2 separate regions of the Mus musculus genome follow, and region 1 is linked to region 2. The links are chromatin contacts, called in public HiChIP or PLAC-seq maps. All regions are on one chromosome and are shown on one strand. Each heading gives the region's core, a stretch centred on a gene start, on an enhancer-like site or on the middle of the called end of the contact. The rest is flanking DNA. Distances are from core to core; before and after follow the strand shown. Region 1 has its middle 120 kb from the start of Edem3. Region 2 holds the start of Colgalt2 (collagen beta(1-O)galactosyltransferase 2).

Evidence for each region. HiChIP or PLAC-seq counts read pairs in DNA pulled down with a chosen protein or histone mark.
Region 1: an H3K4me3 HiChIP or PLAC-seq map of stem cell-derived neural progenitor cells shows a contact between it and region 2, with 13 read pairs. The contact joins the enhancer-like site here to the promoter of Colgalt2 in region 2. A contact is called at or near these places in 1 of 39 promoter capture datasets (the C10 cell line), 2 of 484 Hi-C or Micro-C datasets (bone marrow-derived macrophages and embryonic stem cells), 5 of 115 datasets of contacts at active chromatin or transcription factors (embryonic basal ganglia, embryonic hindbrain, embryonic stem cells and 2 more) and 1 of 9 other capture datasets (liver).

What each region holds. Positions count from the first base shown.
Region 1 is chr1:151,877,171-151,879,972 of GRCm38.p6, reverse strand. No RefSeq gene overlaps it. Among named protein-coding and RNA genes, the nearest start is that of Edem3, 120 kb to the right of the region's middle. Within about 2 kb of position 1,487, at least 35 of the 459 cell types and tissues checked have an H3K27ac peak or open chromatin away from gene starts, as enhancers often do. A contact at or near this core is called in embryonic stem cells and stem cell-derived neural progenitor cells, where this site is marked.
Region 2 is chr1:152,398,587-152,401,355 of GRCm38.p6, reverse strand. Colgalt2 (collagen beta(1-O)galactosyltransferase 2) reads right to left here and starts at 1,489. Exons shown (of 12, transcript NM_177756.4): 1 at 959-1,489. The coding sequence starts at 1,218.

The sequences.
Region 1 (2,802 bases), core at 238-2,737, 520 kb after region 2:
GCTCTCTTCTCAACCTTTTAGGCTCATGAGTGAGAAACAGTAGCGATCTGCAAGCATCATCTTAGTATCTCAGGCATTGTACCGGGTTCTCCCCAAACCATTCCTGCCAACTCTCTTGCCATAACAAAGTCACGCATCCACTGGACCCTGTCTGGCCCAAAGTCTCCGTAGCTCCCAACAGCACGTGATCTCTTCTAAACAAGAAACGCGTGTGATTTGGTATCCACCAGATGACTATTGCACTAAGGGATACTGAAGAACCGCACCCATTCCCCACAGGACTGTGCTCCGTTCTTACTGCGCGATTGGTTGTGACAGGCAGCTTCTGAGAGCACATGACAGCTAGTAGCCAATCAGTGCTCCCCACACCTAGCAAACTGATGTATTTCTTGAGGCGGAGAGTAGGGGGAAGGCCGACTGGGAAGATAGCATCTATGGATCAATGGTGGTAGGCCCCCAGTATTTAAGAGCAAGAGGCCTCTGTCTCCTGTGTACTCTGTGGTTTCCAGGCTGGTGGGTGGTTCTTTGCCCTCCAAAGCCTTTCCTCTTACCAGAGGTCTGTGGTCTGGGGAAGGTTTTGACTGGAAACATTCAGGTCCCTGGTGGTGTTTGGAGATGTGAGACCCTTCTGTGCTAAAAGAAGAAGAAAATGAATGGTCTATTTCGAGCCCGCTAACAATCCACCGTCTAAGAACAGGCAGCAGCTCTGTAGCTGAAAGGCTGGCTTTCTGAGAAGCCCCAGGGAAGCTGGCCATGCGGCAATCGTGGCCTCAGCTCTGGCTCATCCTGCTAGAGGACCCTGCTGCCATAATGGTGGCAAAGCGTCTAGAATATTACGCCTTTGTTCTGGCTTTCTCTCCAGCCCTCCTCAACCTCCTCCCAGAGAACTCTGGTCCTGGAGCCTGTGATGTTCTTGCGTTATGAGTTAGAATCCTTGTAAACCAGAAACTTCGTGCAGGGAAGGGTACCTGTGAGAAAGCCTCCGCCTGTTTTGCTGGGGTATGAGTGGTTCAGATTGACGTCCCAGTCACAGATGTATGTATGCTCACCTGCGGGAGAACATTAGCTTGCTCCTCAGAACAAAACGGGAGCCTCTGGAGCCTGGCATGGCATGCCTGCCTGCCTGCCTGGAGTTTCCATCACACACACACACACACAAATGGTGTTTGCTTTGAATCCTGAGATCCAAAGAGACCGACAGCCACCGGTTCTAAATGTTCTGTCTATTTAAAACCTGACCAGTTGACTGAAATAACAAAGCCTGTTTCTAAGATTACCATAATTAGGAGTAAGAGTCCAGAAACAGACCCACCCATTCATGATCAATTGCTTCCAAACAAAGGTGTCACAGTAATTCATTCCGGGAAAGCATTGCCTTTTGTTTTCTGTTTGTTTTGAGACAAAGTAATCATTGTTTCTGAGTGATCAGGAAACTCACTAATAGCATGCGTGGGCTGCCCTCAAACTCCCCATTCTCCTGCCTTAGCCTCTCTGGACTGCCAAGATCACAAGTGAATGCCACCACTCCCAGCACAGTTGTCCTTTAAATAGATGGTGCTGATGCAGGATGGGATTGCTCCACACCTGTAATCCTGGCACAGGAGGTAGAGCCAAGAAGTCAACCTCAGCTACCTAAAAAACTCATAGCTGAGGAGCTGGCTCAGTGGGTAAGATCATTTGCTGAGCAATCATGACATGGTCCTGAGTTTGAACCCCAGCACCCACGCTATAGTCTGGGTGTGGTCACAAGTGTCTGTAACCTCAGAATTGAGGGCATTTATGTGACATGTTTTCCAAAAAATCCCACACTCCATTACTTATTCAAGAGAAAGAATCTCACCCACCCAAGACTTGTGCAGTAATCTCCATGGCAACTATTCATGATTTCCAAAAGATAAATACTACTCAAATGTCCATCAGCTGAAAAATGGCTTAACAGGTATGGTAGATCCATATAATAGAACGAAAATGGTAAGGGGGAGTTACTCAGAGATACAATACAAAAGAACACCCACAGCATTTGACTAAGTGAAGGGTGCCAGTCTTCAATTCCCCTTCTATGACATAAGGGAAAATCACGACGACAGAATCGGATCAGTGTTGCAGAGGATTTGGACGGAGGAAATTGCAAAGGGATCCTAAGCCATTCCCTAGAGGCAGAGTATATCAAACACTATTCAAAGGTGTATTTTGTATTATTTAATTATCCCTTAATAAATCTAACTGAAAAAAAATGAATCTTCAAAACCAGCTTGGCTCATAAAAACTCATAAACTTGGATCCTTTCTTTTATAATTAGTGGCAGTTTATACCTACAAGGGACAGATTTTACATTTGCTCTATTGAAAGCTAAGTATGATGGCTCACACTTGTGACCCCAGCACTCCAGTGGAACACTGAATGAGGAGGGCTGCTATGAATTCAGTGTTCCAAACCAGTATAGACTGCAAAATGAGATTGTATTCACACACACACACACACACACACACTTACACACACACATACACACACACATACACACACACATACACACACACACATACACACACACATACACACACACACATACACACACACATACACACACACACATACACACACACACACACACACACACACACACAGCGATTTTCTGTAGAAACCCCTTATGAAGACCAAAGTGTGGACACTTTACCCTTTCTTAGAAATGGGAACAAAACATCCATAGAAGGAGTTACAGAGACAAACTTTGGAGCTGTGACGAAAGGATGGACCATCTAGTGACTGCCATATGCAGGGATCCATCCCATAATCAGCTTCCAA
Region 2 (2,769 bases), core at 240-2,739:
TTGTTTGCTTTCGCGCCTCAGTACCTCTGCTACCAGGCACTGTTAGGCTGCCAATTAGCTCCCTGCCTCCTCTCTCCCCACCTCTGCTTTAGGATATGTCTTGTCTGGGGATAGCTCCTTTCAAAAAACATTCCAGGATGGCTCTAGCTTTTAATCTCAGGAATAAGGGAGGATTGCCTAACAATCGGACAGCTTGTCTTCCCTGGCCAGATTTTACTTTCTCTGCAGACCATCTAGAGCTTGCCTGCCCGACTCCACCACGAATGCTTGGATTTAAAGGTGTGGAACTGGATGGACTGAGGTCTACGGGAGGAAGGGACAGACTTCCATTGATTCCCTGTCCTGATCCACAGCAAACACAAAGGGACCAAGCATAGAATTCTTTAGCCTGAAGACAAAACTTGACTGTTTATCCTCCCAATGATGGCTCCAATGGCCCATCATAGACCCTAGGGCACCTCAGTACAGTTTGCATCTGCAGTGGGAACGTGTCTCAGGAGGCTGAACAGGCAGGGACCTTCTGGAGCTCCCAAGAAAAGACCAGCCCACAGTGTGGTGTGATTGGAAAGACTCCAAACAAAGTTTCAAAATCTCCATCCCTGAGTTCAGATAACCCAGGGGAGGACCAGAAGCCGAGTTACTCAGAGAGCAGACTCCTAGCACCTGCAAGTCCGGGTGACTCACTCTCCATCTCCCAAGTCTCTGTGGACCCCTTTCCTGCCTTAGTTAATTAAGTTCTGTGTCTCGCATCTGGAGAAGACACTCTCTCCCAGTAGAAACCAGGAAGAGGAGGGGGATGAGGAAAGTCAAGGTCTCCAGATTCTCGTCCATAGGTTTTCTCATCTCCCTCCCGGCCCCACCACTCTCTCAGTCCAGGACCCACGCGGGCAGCAAGGGAGTGTGCGCAGCAAGCTGCCCTCATCTTCCCCGCGGTGGCCCAGGACCCCTACCCGCTCACCAGATAGCCATCCTGCTCTTGGGGTAGTCCAGCCGTTCCAGGCAGCCGAGGAAGTAAGGCAGCGTATGCGCAGCGTTGCGGGCGAGAACGACCACGAACACCGTGGGTTTCTGCGGGGGCGACTCGGGGAACGCCACCGTTTCCTCTCCGTCCTCATCCGAGTCGGGCTCGGCGGCGAAGCGCGCCCGGCAGCCGAGGCGGAGCAGGGCGGAGGACAGCAGGAACAGCGCGCAGGCGACAGTGGCGAGGCGCGCAGCCATGTTCCGTAGCCGGCGGGAGGCGGCGATGCTGCCAGCGGCGCCGGGGATGCGGCTGCCCCGGGACGGCGGGAGCGTGCACCGGCACTGATTTCTGAGGCTCGCAGGACCCGCCGCCGACCAGCCTTGACCTGAGTCCCCTGTGCACCGACTCCCTGCCACCCGCGCTTGCCCCGCGCTCCGCCCTGCAGACAGGTCGACTCCGGGAGGCTGATCTTCCCGAGTTCCAGGGAAAGTTCCCCTAGTCCAGGCTGCGCTTGTACAGCTGAGGTCTGCGGCTTCCTCCAGAGCTGTGAGGTGTGGCCCTGTCTGCCAATGGGAGAGTGTGTGTGTGTGTGTGTGTGTGTGTGTGTGTGTGTGTGTGTGTGTGTATACATAACGGTACAACCCCAAGAAAATTTATTCTGCTTTTTCTAACCGCAGTCTGAAGTTCTTCACAGTGACGCGATGTATCCAGGGCTTTATAATGCACCTATTGACAGATTAGAGTTCTAAAACTGGAGGTCTCCTCAACCACCCAGGACTGTGAGAAACAATGTTATAACATCTACAGAGGCAGAATGCTTGTATTCCATAGACATACAACTTCTGAAAAATTGAAGACTTGGAGAATTTTAGACCTCAAATCAGAACCCTGAAAATAATAGCTCCGAATGGATCACTCTTCTGGAGCCTCTTTTCTTTTCTTTTCTTTTCTTTTCTTTTCTTTTCTTTTCTTTTCTTTTCTTTTCTTTTCTTTTCTTTTCTTTCTTTTCTCTTCTCTTCTCTTCTCTTCTTGTCTTTTCTTTCTCCCTCCCTCCCTTCCTCTCTCTCTCTCTCTCTCTCTCTCTCTCTCTCTCTCTCTACCTCCCTCCCTCCCTCCCTCCCTCTCCCTCTCCCTCTCTCTCTCTCTCCTTTCTTTTTTTCTTCCCAAGAAAGGTTGCAGTAAGAACTTTATCTCTCAAGTCCAAGGAGCACCTTCCTAAGTGAGGAGATGAAAAGGAAGATTCACATGCCCCCCCCCCCCCCTTAATCACGCAAACTGACAAAGAGTGGGAAGATCAGCACAAGTCAAAGAGAAGAGAGAGAATGAAGGCCAGAAGACAGGGCCAAGGTAGAACACAAAACACAATCATTTGACAAAATGTTTAAGCAGCTGGAATACTCAGCTAGAGGTTATTTACTTTGAAGATAACACAGGGACCAGAGTAAACTGTGGCATGAAATCCACAGCCTTTACCCTGTGTGCAGGCTGAACTAGGGGCCCTGCAAGTTCATGACCTTCACTGCCAGGCCAACCAGCCCCAGCTCTGACACACTGTCTTTTACTGTGTTGTCCCTTCTCCATAACTGTTGGAAGGCCTCAACTTGCTCTTCTCTGCTCTCCAAACCTTCAACTGGTCCATTTGTAGCAACTCTCTTCTCTCATCCTAAAACTTAGACCATTCTCACGTCCTTCAAACAAACAAACACTTTTTATAAGCATCAGTAGACATTGTGGCCAGGCTCCCCATTCCAACACTAAGGAGGTAGAGACAGGAATCAGGGGTTCAAGGTAACCTTAGCTACCTACAT